Linked DNA regions of Pan troglodytes: region 2 is linked to region 1. A link is a contact called in public Hi-C data. All regions are on one chromosome and are shown on one strand. Each heading gives the region's core, a stretch centred on a gene start, on an enhancer-like site or on the middle of the called end of the contact. The rest is flanking DNA. Distances are from core to core; before and after follow the strand shown.

What was found. Hi-C and Micro-C count contacts between places; a contact is called where the count stands out from the background.
Region 2: a Hi-C map of stem cell-derived neural progenitor cells shows a contact between it and region 1, with 7 times the contacts expected there. The contact joins the promoter of IGF2 here to the promoter of TNNI2 in region 1. A contact is called at or near these places in 4 of 7 Hi-C or Micro-C datasets (blood, induced pluripotent stem cells, a lymphoblastoid cell line and 1 more).

Annotation. Positions count from the first base shown.
Region 1 is chr9:6,096,962-6,103,818 of NHGRI_mPanTro3-v2.0_pri, forward strand. It overlaps TNNI2 (troponin I2, fast skeletal type), which reads left to right and starts at 2,862. Exons shown (of 6, transcript XM_024346900.3): 1 at 2,862-3,916; 2 at 4,558-5,339; 3 at 5,423-5,551; 4 at 5,714-5,803; 5 at 5,926-6,102; 6 at 6,794-6,857. The coding sequence starts at 5,429. It overlaps SYT8 (synaptotagmin 8), which reads left to right. Exons shown (of 9, transcript XM_009459679.4): 2 at 1-100; 3 at 197-360; 4 at 787-885; 5 at 1,027-1,185; 6 at 1,308-1,475; 7 at 1,639-1,744; 8 at 1,840-1,973; 9 at 2,075-2,536. The coding sequence starts at 7. The coding sequence ends at 2,314.
Region 2 is chr9:6,411,048-6,417,904 of NHGRI_mPanTro3-v2.0_pri, forward strand. IGF2 (insulin like growth factor 2) reads right to left here and starts at 3,784. Exons shown (of 4, transcript XM_016920179.4): 1 at 3,699-3,784. IGF2-AS (IGF2 antisense RNA) reads left to right here. Exons shown (of 3, transcript XR_002938414.3): 2 at 2,489-2,660; 3 at 3,451-4,808. It also overlaps the pseudogene LOC134807324.

The DNA.
Region 1 (6,857 bases), core at 1,612-4,111:
AGAAAGATGGGGCACCCACCAGACTCTCCCAGTGCCCCGGCCCCAGCTGGCACCACAGCTATACCTGGGCTTATTCCAGACCTTGTCGCCGGGACCCCCTGTGAGTTGTGGGATTCCCAAGAGGGGTGTGGGGATAACCCAGCCAAGTGGGGGCTGCAGCTGTCCACAGATGCGCTCAGCCTGGCCTCTACCCCAGGGCCCCGCTGGGCTCTCATTGCCGGCGCCCTTGCCGCGGGCATCCTCCTCGTCTCCTGCCTCCTCTGTGCTGCCTGCTGCTGCTGCCGCCACCACAGGAAGAAGCCCAGGGACAAGGAGGCCGTGGGTCTGGGCAGTGCCCGTGGCACCACCACCACCCACCTGGTGAGGAGCGGCTCCTTGCTCACTCAGTCCAGAGAGGGCTCGAAATCCAGTCTCCAGAGCCCAGGACAGCGAGGCGAGTTCAGCCCCAGGGATGGTTTAACCCCCACAGAGGCGGGTCAGTGAGGACCTTCCTGGCAGGGAAAGTGGGTGAACAGAGGTGAGAAGGAGGCCATGCAACAGGGGCTGCCCCATGGGCCCGAGGGAGCCACAGCGGGTTCTTGAGGAAGGCAGGGGGTACCCCAGATGCCACGTTTGGGGTGGGTTTGGCCGGTCTCACAGAGCGAAGCCGACGATTTGTGCCTGTCGGGTGGCCTGGCCTGGAGGCGCGGGGTCTTGACCCGTGTCATGCAAGTGCTGCCCGGGAGCCCAGGGCTCTGATGGGGCATGATGTCAGCACCACCTGCCCCTTGTCCCAACTCACTCCAGGTGCAACCTGATGTGGATGGCCTGGAGTCCAGCCCGGGGGGTGCTCAGCAATGGGGGCGCCTGCAGCTCTCCCTGGAGTACGACTTTGGAAGCCAGGAGGTGAAGAGCCCTGCTGTGCAGGACCAGCGGTTCTGCGAGTTTCCGGAAAGGGTGACGGGGGAAGGGCAGACCCCGTGCCCTGGGTGGTGGGGAGCTGACAGGGCAGGGGCCCTTGGCTGAGCCCACCCCCCTGGCTCCCAGATCAGGGTGGGCCTGAGGCAGGCAGCCGACCTGAGGCCTGGGGGCACCGTGGACCCCTATGCCCGGGTCAGCGTCTCCACCCGGGCCGGACACAGACATGAGACAAAAGTGCACCGAGGCACGCTCTGCCCCGTGTTTGACGAGACCTGCTGCTTCCACGTGAGTCAGGGATGGTCGGCTGGGTGGGCCTGGACGGCTGGATGGGCCTGGGCTGGGTGGGCCTGGGCAGCTGGGTGGGCCTGAGCTAGGGCAGCAGGGCCTGGCTCACGCCGCTGCCTCAGATCCCGCAGGCGGAACTGCCAGGGGCCACCCTGCAGGTGCAGCTTTTCAACTTCAAGCGCTTCTCGGGGCATGAGCCCCTGGGTGAGCTCCGCCTGCCACTGGGCACCGTGGATCTGCAGCATGTTCTGGAGCACTGGTACCCGCTGGGCCCGCCGGCTGCCACTGAGGTGAGGTGCTGGTCACCAGGCCACAGCCCAAGGCAGAGCTGGCAGGGGCCCTGCCCTATGGGCCATTGGAAAGACAGGCCTGATGGGCAGCAGCTGCGGGGGCCTGAACCCCAACTCGGCCAGAATCGCCCTCCCGGGCTGAAGCCCCTCTTGCTGCCCACAGCCCGAGCAGGTCGGGGAGCTGTGCTTCTCTCTCCGGTACGTGCCCAGCTCAGGCCGGCTGACCGTGGTGGTGCTGGAGGCTCGAGGCCTGCGTCCAGGACTGGCAGGTGAGGGTCACACCTGCCCATGCTGTTGTGCAGAGGGGGGGCCCGTGCTCAGCCCCGAGCCCTGGGATGCCCCTTCGGCAACCTTGCCCTCCCAGAGCCCTACGTGAAGGTCCAGCTCATGCTGAACCAGAGGAAGTGGAAGAAGAGAAAGACAGCCACCAAAAAGGGCACGGCGGCCCCCTACTTCAATGAGGCCTTCACCTTCCTGGTGCCCTTCAGCCAGGTCCAGGTGGGCCACCGGGAGGCAGGGGCAGAGCGAGACCCAGTGCCGGACCACGACGACTGTGGTCTTTCTCCCCCAACCCCAACCTCTGGCCTGTCTCTGCACAGAATGTGGACCTGGTGCTGGCCGTCTGGGACCGCAGCCTGCCGCTCCAAACTGAGCCCGTAGGCAAGGTGCACCTGGGTGCCCGGGCCTCGGGGCAGCCCCTGCAGCACTGGGCAGACATGCTGGCCCACGCCCGGCGGCCCGTCGCCCAGTGGCACCCCCTGCGGCCAGCCAGGGAGGTGGACCGCATGCTGGCCCTGCAGCCCCGCCTTCGCCTGCGCCTGCCCTTGCCCCACTCCTGAATGCACCACGTGCCTCTCTTTCCCCGCTGAGCCCAGGCACTTGCCCAGGCCGCCCTGCAGGACCACTGCAATAAACGCCTTCTCCTGCCACTGTGTGTCCGGCTGGAGCCTGGAGGGGATGCAGAAATAGGGCCCGGGCCCACTCACCAGGGTCCCCTGACAAGGACGGGGGAGGGGCTCCTCTCCAGACTCAGCCAGGCCCTGAGGCCTCTGACCGGTCCCTGCTTGACCCTCGGGTAGGGGTGGGGAACCTCCCCGGGAGCAGAGATCTCCCCTCTCCGGGCCGCCTGGGAAGACCGGGGAGGTGGGGGCCAGAGAGTCGGGACCACATGGGATGGGGCGGGCTAGAGCCAGCCCTGTAGGGACAGAGTGGGCAATGGTGTTTGGGGGCTGGTGAGCGTGGAGGGAGGACCCCCCAACACCTCAGAGACCTGTGCTGCAGGGCCTTCCCTGCATGAGCAGCAGGGGGCAGCAGATGCCTTCGGAAGCCGCTGGGGCCTTTAGGGGCTCAGTCCTGGCCGGATGCCCCTCCCAGTCCCCACACATCTGGGCTGCCTTAGCGGCTGGGGCCTCCACGCTGCTGTCTCCTCTGATCCTCCCCACGGGGCTGCGAAGCCGGCAGGGCTGGGGCCAAGAGCCCCCACTCCGAGAGGGTGCCAAGTCACGGTCCAGGGGGCCTCTGCAGGGTGGGGACCTGGGGGCTGGGGGGGCGATGGCCTCGGGCCTGGGTGAAAAGGGCAATGCCAGGCCTGCCTGGGCAGCCAGGAGGGCCCCAAGCCCCCACGGGTCTGAGAGGCTCCCAATGCAGGTGGTGCCATTCTCCTTAGGTTGAAGGATGTGTTCCAAGTCGCCCGGCGAGGGGACTGCAGCAGGGCGTTCTGGGCAGGCGGGAGGGGCCCAGAGGCACGTGCGGCATGCCCCTCACTCCCGGTCCTGCTCCCCAGGCAGGAAGATAGCATCACGCAGGGAGGGGGCAGCCCCCAGCCCTCGGCCGCTGTGGCAGGGCCCAGAAGGCCACATCTGGAGGTCCAGGCCTCACCCCAGAAGCCAGGCTTGCAGAAGGGGGTCAGGCCTGGGCTGAAGTGGGAAACCCATTGCAGGGGCTGAGCCGGGGAGCTGGCCCCGCAGGGAGAGGCTGTGGCTGTCGCCAGCAAGCAGCCATGTTGGTGGACTGGACGCTGACCTCGGGTGAGATGGGCTGAGGCGAGGTGTGGATACTGGCAGCGACCCCTCAGCTGACCCGAGCTGTGTGCCCCGCTGAGGCCACAGGCAAAGCCAGACACACTGTCCTCAGGCTCCTTACGAGAACGACAGAGGCATCTCCAGCACGTCACCGAGCCCTAAATAGAGTAGCCCAGCCACGGCACCCCCCACCAAGACTTCTTGGACTGGGCGGCAGCACGCGGCCAGGCCAGGCGGCCGGACAGGTGGGGAGGTCTCTGTGGCTCTCCGCGCCCCCATTGGTCTGAGGAGGACTCTATGCCCTTTCTGAGCAGGGGCCCAGCCTGGGGGAGGCCATTTATACCCCTCCCCCTGGGCCCACCAGCCCAACTCACCACTGCCGGCCTGACCTCGCTCCCAGCCCTGCTGCCCAGATTCTAGGTGAGGCCCAGCCCGGCCCGCCGAGGCCGGGGGACAGGGCGTGGCTCGAGCTAGTTTGAGGGAGGACTTCCTGGGGCGGGGGTCTGGGGGCCTGGGGGATGCCGCCAGCAGCCCCCTTTGGGGCCTGCACGGATCCGGCAGTGAGAAGGAGAGGCTTTGGGGAGGCAGCTGTAGCGAGAGGCAGGTATTAGGCAGTCCCTGACCACCAGGCTTCACCTCTGGGGACCCTGGAAGGAGAGTTTAGGGGTCAAGAAACCCCAGAACCTGAGCCCCCAGGCCAAACTGAGGAGGGATTTCTTCCATGCACTTAGGCCCAAAGCCAAAGAGAGAGGGTTAAAAATAACAGCGTCACTCAGGCGGCCATCTGCGCTGGCCCATCCCACCCTCCCTCGGGGACAGCTGCAGCTCCTCAGGCTATGCCTGGGACATTTTGGGAACACTTTCTCCTCTTACTTCTCACCCTGGGGAATTCCAAGACATTGTCCTTGAAGGAGGTGAGAGTAGGGGGAGGAGGTGAGAGTAGGGGGTGGGCGGGAGGGGGCTGTCATCAGGAGCCCTGAACCCCTCACCACCTACCTGATGGGCACAGGCATCACGGTGGCAAGGGCCTGGCCAACACCTCTGTCTTCCTCTCCCCACAGGCTCCAAGCTCAGGACCTCAGGATGGGAGAGTAAGTGGTACCCCTGTACCCCCATACAGTGACCCTGCCCACCTCCTGCCCTGTCCACCCCATCACACACTCCGACCCCGCCAGCCATGGCCCTAACCTCTGTCTTCTCTCCCCGTCCTGCCTGCGTGCTCCCTCCCTGGACAGTGAGGAGGTAAGTAGTTGCTGGGGGCTCAAAACATGACGAGGAGGGGGCCCCCCCAACTCAGCATAGGTCATAGGTCACAGCCTCAAGGCCCTAAGGCCCAGGGAAGATGGCCCAGCCCTCCCCGCTGGCAAAAGTGCCCCACCCACCCACCAAGACGCTGCTGAAAGAGAGGAAGTGGCTGCCCCGAGCCTTCTGGGGCAGGGGAAGTGTGGCTGTGGCCTGGTCACAGGAGAATCACTTCTTCTTTCTGATTCCTGCACTTCCCGCCCCCACCTCACCGGCCAACCTGCCCCCAACTGGCCCTGTGGCCCGGACTCCTCTCCCCCAGCCTCTGGCCTCCCAGCATCCTGTGCCACCTGGCAAAGTGTCACACACCACACAGCACCATGTCCCAGTGCAAGGTCTGGGGCCAGGGAGGCCCAGCCTGCCCATCATGGCCTCAGGAGCCCCCAGGCTCTGCTGGTCCCGGAGCCAGAGCCCCTGACCTGGCCAGGGACCGTGGAAAGGGGTGGGGGTGCTCCAGGCCTGGAGGCCCTGACTCAACCCCCTGTCCCTCGCCCTGCAGAAGCGGAACAGGGCCATCACGGCCCGCAGGCAGCACCTGAAGGTAGGTGTGGTCTTCCGGGGGGGTGGCCCAGGTGGGTCTGCAGGGGAGCTGGCTGCAGCCCCTCACCGTCTGCCCCACCGCAGAGCGTGATGCTGCAGATAGCGGCCACAGAGCAGGAGAAGGAGAAGAGCCGACGTGAGGCGGAGAAGCAGAACTACCTGTCGGAGCACTGCCCGCCGCTGCATATCCCGGGCTCCATGTCTGAAGTGCAGGTACCAGCCCCTCCCCGGCCACCTCGCCTCCCCAGCAGCAGGCCTGCCTGCTAACTCAGTTTCCCCACTTGTCAAGAGGGCCAGTGGGGTGGTCAGGGCAGGGGCAGGTGACCGTGGCTGCCAAGTGTCAGGACGGCCGCCCGCCCCCACACCCACCCCTAGGAGCTCTGCAAACAGCTGCACGCCAAGATCGACGCGGCTGAAGAGGAGAAGTACGACATGGAGGTGAGGGTGCAGAAGACCAGCAAGGAGGTGAGTGGTGGCGGCGGGCCGGCGGCAGGCGGGTAGGCGGTGGCCCAGCGGGCAGGCGGGGCGGGCCGGGGAGGCCGAGACCACCGGGACCTCGGGCTCCCACCCGGCTCCCCTGCCCACAGCTGGAGGACATGAACCAGAAGCTATTTGATCTGCGGGGCAAGTTCAAGCGGCCCCCACTGCGGAGGGTGCGCATGTCGGCCGACGCCATGCTCAAGGCCCTGCTGGGCTCAAAGCACAAGGTGTGCATGGACCTGAGGGCCAACCTGAAGCAGGTCAAGAAGGAGGACACAGAGAAGGTGCGTGCCACGGGGGGAGCACCACCACACCTGCCCTGCCGGGGTCCCCAACACCCACACCTGCCCTGTCCCTGGGGAGCACCACCACACCTACCCTGCCGGGGGAGCACCTCCCACACCTGCCCTGTCCCTGGGGAGCACCACCACACCTACCCTGCCGGGGGAGCACCTCCCACACCTGCTCTGCCTGGGGAGCACCACCACACCTGCCCTGCCGGGGTCCCCAACACCCACACCTGCCCTGTCCCTGGGGAGCACCACCACACCTACCCTGCCGGGGGAGCACCTCCCACACCTGCCCTGTCCCTGGGGAGCACCACCACACCTGCCCTGCCGGGGTCCCCAACACCCACACCTGCCCTGTCCCTGGGGAGCACCACCACACCTACCCTGCCGGGGGAGCACCTCCCACACCTGCCCTGTCCCTGGGGAGCACCACCACACCTACCCTGCCGGGGGAGCACCTCCCACACCTGCTCTGCCCGGGGAGCACCTCCCACACCTGCTCTGCCTGGGGAGCACCTCCCACACCTGCCCTGCTGGGGGCCCTGTACCACTGCCCCTCCAGGGTGCTATGCAGGGGACACTCCACTGCCCAATGCAGAGGGTAAACTGAGGCTGGAGGTGGTGTGGACCAGGGTGCGTGCATAAGTGGGTGAGCCTGAGCTCTCCCCTGCCCTCTCCTCCACAGGAGCGGGACCTGCGAGGCGTGGGTGACTGGAGGAAGAACATCGAGGAGAAGTCTGGCATGGAGG
Region 2 (6,857 bases), core at 2,534-5,033, 320 kb after region 1:
CCCCGAGGATCAAGGGCTAATTGTTGAGCTCAAGCTTCCCGGGCCGCGGAAGGAAGGCGCTGCCGGGGATTCACCTTGGCTGGGGCGCGCGCGGAGCACTGGCGCCCTCCCCGGGAACCCGAGCGCGGGCGGCGCGGGCAGGTAGCGCGGAGCGCCCTGGCGCGCACGGCCGGCTGAAATTCTGCTTTTCGTTCTTTGGGGTTTTTCTTCCTTTTGCTTTTATTTTTTTTTTCTTTGCCTTCTCCACACGGAGAGCGCGTTTGTGGCGGCAGCCCGAGCTTAGCGGGCGTCTGGGTGTAAGGAAGAAACCCAAGGGCCGCGAGGGAGCGACCAGGACGCTGCTTCCCGGGCGCTCCCGGGACTCCCAGATACCTGCTCGGTCCCCGCGTGGGAGGTCCGCAGGCTCCCCCTCGCCACTGCGCCCCACTCGCCTCCGCGCTGCGAGCCTAGGCGAAGCCGCGGCCGAGCCGCCACCGGGGGCAGGCTAGTCCCCGGCTTGGCTTGGGGGCCCGGAGCACCCCCGGTGGCCACCTCCGGCCTGCCCCGGAGCTTTGCGCGCGCCATTCGGGCCTTCGCCAGCACCAAACAAGGGTGAAACCAGTTTTGTTTGGGTAACACTGAAGAGCAGAGGAAGTAGGGAGGAAAATGAGAAACACGGGGCCCAGGAGGAGGGGGGTGCAGGGCTGCACGCCGCTGGGGTGCCAGGGGTCTCTTTTCGTTCTCTCCAAGCGAATTTTCAGGGAAAGTCTGTCCACTCCGGCTGGGGAAAGCCCAGTTCCTTATAGGCAAATATTAAACCCGCATGCAGGCGCCCAACGGCCCTGTCGGCAGGAACAAGGTCACCCCTTGGCGTTGGGCAATGTCGGGCGATGGGGCAGTGGCCCTAAGGGGACCTGTGGGGTGGGTGGGGGTACTGCCAGAGAGGGGGCACCGCTGGGGACCAGCAGAATGGTGGGGGATCCTGGGGCAACTACAGTGGGCATTGCTTGTCCCCATTGTCACCCCATAGGAGGACCCCGGCTAGAAGGGGGGCATCTCAAAGCCTGACACTGGGGAGGCAGAAGTTAATGGCCTTGGACAGGTGTGGGGAGCTGGGCAGGATGAGGCATCTCTTTCACATTAGCTTGGCAAGACAGGGAGAACCCGCCCCCACCATGAAAAACAGCCCATTTTCCACCCACAGAACAAGACACGTGGGAATGTCCCCTTCAAATTTCCGTCTGCATCAATCACCCCCATGTCCCATTCCAAGAACATCTGGCCCATCTCTCCCCACCCATCACTGCCCCCCTTCCCACCAGCCTTCTGCAGCCTCCCCGTGTCCCCAGCTCTCTGGCCTCTCCGGCTGTGCCTATAGAAGGGGGAGCCTCCAGCAGAGAACCCCGGGCTGTGTTGATGTTTTCCTCTGCAGGGTGACTTGTAAATTTGGGGGTGAGGAGCATTTGAAAGGTGCCTGTCTGCAAACCTGGTCCCCGGGAGAGCAGACTAGGTTGCCGAGGCTCCCGTCATGGACAAAACCAGGGCCCCCAGGGCCAGCTCTAGGCTCCCCCCACCTTCTGCTCCACGCCTGCTTCCCAGGCTGGGGACAGGTTGGGCATCGGGGGTGAGCCCCAGTTCCGAGTTGTGGGTTCTCCTCCTCTTTGGGGGTGCTGGGGACAATTACACCAGTGACCTGTTTGGGGGTCCCTTCCCTTTGTTCTGCCCTGCCGAGGTGCCTTTCCCCAGGGAGCCACCGATCATGCTTGGAAACGCATGCCTGGACTTTTTGAGGTAGGAAGAAGGCTGAGGGTCACCTTGGGGTGCCCACAGCAGGGTGTAGTGGCCCTGTAGGGAGGGAGGAGCAGGTGGGGGAGTGGGGGGACACACATGTTCCCCCTCCCTCATGGGGCTGCCTGCTGAGTGCTCTCCTTATTTAGTCAGAAGTGACCAGGGCAGGCTGGAGGCTGGGGCAGACGCGGGTCACCCTGGGGCTCAAAAAGCACACCGGCTCCCCTCTAGTCAAGACCAGCATCGGGGTTCTTCCTCAAGACTGGCTCCTCCCCCACTACTTCCAGCCCCCGGAGGTAGGAAGGGTCCCGCCAGCAGTCCAAGGGTGTCGGGAGGGGGCCAGGGTCTCCTCCCACCCAGAGCTTGGCTGGTGGGAACTTTAGCCCCAAGCAGCGTCCGCCCCCCAGCCGTGAACCAGCACCTCACCAGGGCAACGCTGGTCTCCTCTCCACTGGCAAACCCACATTCCACAGAGGATGAACATCCCCTCAAGGACTCAGACTCACCCCATGGAGCCTGGCCCATGCCCCAGCCTCGGCCTGTGGCTGCTCCCCATCCCCTCGCTCACCAGTCCTGAAGTGGGCCTTTCTCATTCCCGTTTCCTCCCCAGCTCTGGCGCTGAGCTCACCGCTCCGCCGTCGGTGGGACCAAGCCCAGCATTTTACAAACCCAGCTCCTTTCTCCAAGGGTCCTCAGAGTGCCCCTCCGTCACCCCCTGCAGGGCGCCGCAGACGAGGCGTTGACCTTGCGCTCGCTCCCCTCGCTGGGGAAGGACACACTCGCTGGCGTCAGCCCGGCCGGCCTGGGAAGTCAGACTAAGGACCCGAACTGCAACCCTCCACACCAGACAGCACAGACCACCCCAAGGCTGCTCAATCTGCCCAAAGCCAAAAGTATGTGGGGGATATGGGTCCAGGTTGGGGTGCTTGGGAGAGGGCCCTGGGAGAGGGGTTCAGACGGTGCACACTCCAAAGGACTGAGGCGGCGCCACTGTGTTACCATTTTATTGAGTGTCTAAGGTAAAGACACCTTTGAAAGAACACTCCCGGCTTCTATCTGGGATGGGCAAACCAGCCTGAAGGGTCACCTGCTGGATCCCTGCCTGCAGGCCCTGTCGTGGGGCAGGTGCAGGGACTCCAATCCATGTGCCTCCAGCTCCAACGCTCCCCAAGTCCTGGAGCCTCCCCTGTCACCCCAGTGCCTGACCAGTGAATGGGTGCTGTCCCCACTACAGAGCTCCCTCTGGTTGAGGCAGAAGCCACTGGCTGGGCCTTTCTAGCCACCTTTCACCCCCCTTGCACACGGGAAGCCCCGCAGGCTCCTGACCGCAATGGGATCCTGACGCCGGAGCCCCTTAGGCCCTTTGCTCAGAAGGCCTCTGGTTATTACCTCAATTCTGAACAGCCAGGAGGCCTGAGACTGTCACCCACTTTGATAAATACAGACTGACAGAAAGGTCAGGCCATTGGTGCAAGACCCCATGGCCAGCAGCCTGGGGCGGGGAGAACCCGGGGGTCTCACAGCCCCCAGCAGAGCCCAGCTTTCCTTGGGTTTTTGGGTTCTTCCCCAATGATATTTTCCCTTTTTCCCTCTCTACCCACTTTCTGCCCCCCATCTTCTCCCCTTTGGCTGCCCGCTCTCTCCCTGCCCCTCTCCCCTTCTTTGCCCTCTTTCCTCTCCCAGGAGCTCCCCTGCCAGGACCTCGGTGCCGTGGAGACTGCGGGGAACCTGCTCTGCCCACACCTGCTCTGGCCCCTGGACGGAAGCACCTGGAGCCAACCACGGAACTCCAGATCCCAGCTGTGTGACTGAATCCACGCCAGCCTCTCTGAGCCAAAGCTGCTTGCAGAAGGGGGAGATCCCAGTTCGAAGACTCCCGCGCAGAGCCTGTGGCCCTCTCTGCCAGGCCTCAGGGTGCCTGAGACACTCACCTCTCTGCCTCTGCAGTTGGCGCTGAGGCTGGGGCTGGCCGCCAGCCTCAGTTCTGGGAGCGCTGGGGTCGCCTGGGCCACAGGCCGCAGCAGCTCACCTCAGGACTGGGCTCTCTGGCCTGCTGGGGCTCAGGCTGTGGGGCAGGCTGGGCAGGGGGCTGAGCTGGCAGCGATTCAGAGCCCTGGGGCTGGGGGCTGGAATCCACCTCCTCCCACACAAGCTCGGTGGTGACTCTTCGGCCCCTGGGGAAAAACAAAAAGATATTGCTGAGATGACCTCTTTTAAAAGCAAAGCCCCCCCTCCCCATACACCCCAAGCCTGAGCCCTGTGCCATCCCCCTCCCCGGGTTCCTTCAGGTCACCTTGTCAGGATTTGGGCAGCGGCTCCCCCTCTAGCCCCTCCCCCGCCTAGAGCTCCCGTTTTCAAAGTATAAGGGAGGGAAGAAGTGGTGAGAAGTTTGCCTAGAAAGGGCTTCCCGGTGCTGATGGAGAGGCCGAGACCCTTCTGTTGGACAGCTGCCCTGTTCCTGGGTGAGGATGGGCTTCTGCCTGGCACTGGGGGTGGAGGGTGCACACGAATGGCCCGCCTTGAGGGGTCATGGCACAGAATATGAAAGCCTCCTCCACCTCCAAACACCCCCACCTTGGAAGGAGATAAGGAGGGGGCCCCAGCAAAAGCCACTGGACACACAGCTCTGCTTGACGAGGCCAGTGAGGGAGGGGGTGGCTGTGCTTCCTGGGGAAATGAACCCCCGCCCCACAGACACCACCCTGGGTGGATTGAGGAGTCTGGGTCCAGGGTGCAACAGAGAAAAACTTCATGCATGAATGAGCATTCCCAGGGAAACTGCCTTGGCCCCAGGGCCCCTCTCTGTGCCAGGGAGGCTGGGAGGGCAGCAAGGGGGACCAGGTGCGCCATCAGGAGGAGAGAAGCTAAACCTAGGGGGACATGGAGGGCCGTTGTTGCCTCTCCCGGCATTTCTCCTCAGTCTCCTGTCCAATTTCTTGCTGGTGGTCAGGAGGCATAGGGAGGCAGGAGGGAAGGAAGCTTTACCTTTAAAATGGTGTATATATATATATATATATATAAATAAAATATCTGCGCCAGAATCTCGGGCCCCTGGCTCCTCTGCAAAGTCTCCTGTTTGTCTCTGGGAATGGGATGGGGGATGCAACGGGAGGAAACTTTTCACACAGAAAGACTCTTCCTTTCACACTTGTGAAGACAGCTGTGTGTTCCCGCTGGGAAGAGCAGCCTAGCCCTCCTCCCCTACCCCTCCCATTTTGCTTGGTGAATTAGTCAAGGAAAACCTATTTTCCTTGCAAAAGCCTCAGTGGCTTTGTGCAGCCCTAAAGAAGAACCCTCTCCACAATGGCCTTTCCTGCACACCCCATCCCTGAAGTTGAGGCTGCTCTCAGGAGGCTTCCCTGCACCCTCCAGCAGCAGCAGTTCTTCCCCTCCTTCAGAAACCAGGATCCTGGCAGCTGCCCCAAGCTCCCGGCCCACCCACGCCTGAACACTTAAAGTGCAGCTTTTCTCTCACGCTCAAGGGATGGGAGCCCAGTTACCTGTACTCTAGTCCCTGCGCAGTCCCCGCAGCTCCTGGACAGTGGATAAAGAGGACCGGGGAGTCACTGGTTCCCAAGGCTCTCTGCCGAAACTGCCTGGATGATGATCCGCCGGCCTGGCCGATATTAGCAGTCACCACCAAAGCAGGGGGTGCCCTGGCTGTGGCGTCCAGACCCTCTGGCCAGGTTGACGTGGAGGAGGAGAGGGACAAAGCTGAGGCTGGAGACACGAAGGGCACTTTTAGAGTGTGCATGTTAATACGGCCCCTACAGATGGGAGAGCCTCATCTCCGCTGAGCATGGCACCTGCTCAAATGCCAACTGAAATGATGGGTTTACCCCTCACCTCCTCATCCCCTCCACTCGTTTCCCTGAGCCCCTCCGAATTTGGGGAGCTTTGTGCCAACTTGGTAGTGCTGAGGCCGCTGGGGCAGCTGGCTCAGGCACTTTCCAGCACCAGGGCATGGTACATTAGGGGGTGGAGGTTTGGCCCACCCCTGACCTGGCAGAAAGGCGCCTGTGGGCGTGGGCATAAGCCAGAAGCTCCCTGCCAGCTAGGAGGTGGGGGCTATGTGGAGGTGGTGGGGAGTGGGTGTAGCTTTACTTAGAGTGACACTTGGCAGTTACTTGACACCCCGGAATGTTGGTGGACGTGGCACTGGTAAAATCGGGGGGGGGGATAAGGGGGACAAAGCAGCATTCAAGAATGAGCAGAAAAATTGGATTTGAGGTGCTCCCAGTACAGTTATGTACTGTGCAGTTAGGTCCTTCCATCTTCCATGAGCAAGGTACTCAGCTGGGGGGGTTTTCACTTCACTGGTCACGTCTGATCTGACCTCGGACACACCCTGTGTGGTACTAAGCTCTAATGACACTGCTGCAGGGGGCACTTGCAGGCATTTCTGGATTGGGCGATTGGACAGGTTCGCAGCCTTTCTAATTAAAGCACAGACTCAAAGCTGGCAGCAGCTGGGTGAGGGTTCATATAGAAGCATCCACCAGATTGGACTAAATCACACTGGAAATTTCTAACCTCTTCCCCAAGCTAGCAAAGACTCAGGAAGAGGCAAAGACGTGTACTTTCCAGAGAGCCACCAGTCCCTACCCTCCCAACATCCATGCACCCCAACCACCTTCAGTGTGATTAGTTTTACTAGCCTGTGTTGGGATTTAATTGTCCCCTCTCCCTTTTTCTTTCAAGCCCTCGTCTTAAATCCCTTCATTAGCTGGAGGAATAGGACATCTAGTGGGGATAACAAGGATTTCAGCAGGGAAGAGAGTTAGACTTGAAGGGGATTCAAATCTGGCATGTGTTGGGGGATGTCTCAAATAAGACGTAGATGCCCCAGAGCCATGCCCTCCCATGGGAGGAGGGAAAATGGGATTTTTCACTCGGCTTTTGAGTGGGGAGGGATGTTAATGGCCCTGTCAGGTCCAGAGCACTGAATGGGTTCGCAGTCTTTCCAGCTAAAGCACAGACTCAGAGCTGGCAGCAGCTCAGGGAGGGCTCAGATAGAATCACCCATTGGATTAGATCAAGTCTTACTGGGAATTCGACACCTCTTCCTCAAGCCTGCAGGAAGAGAAAGC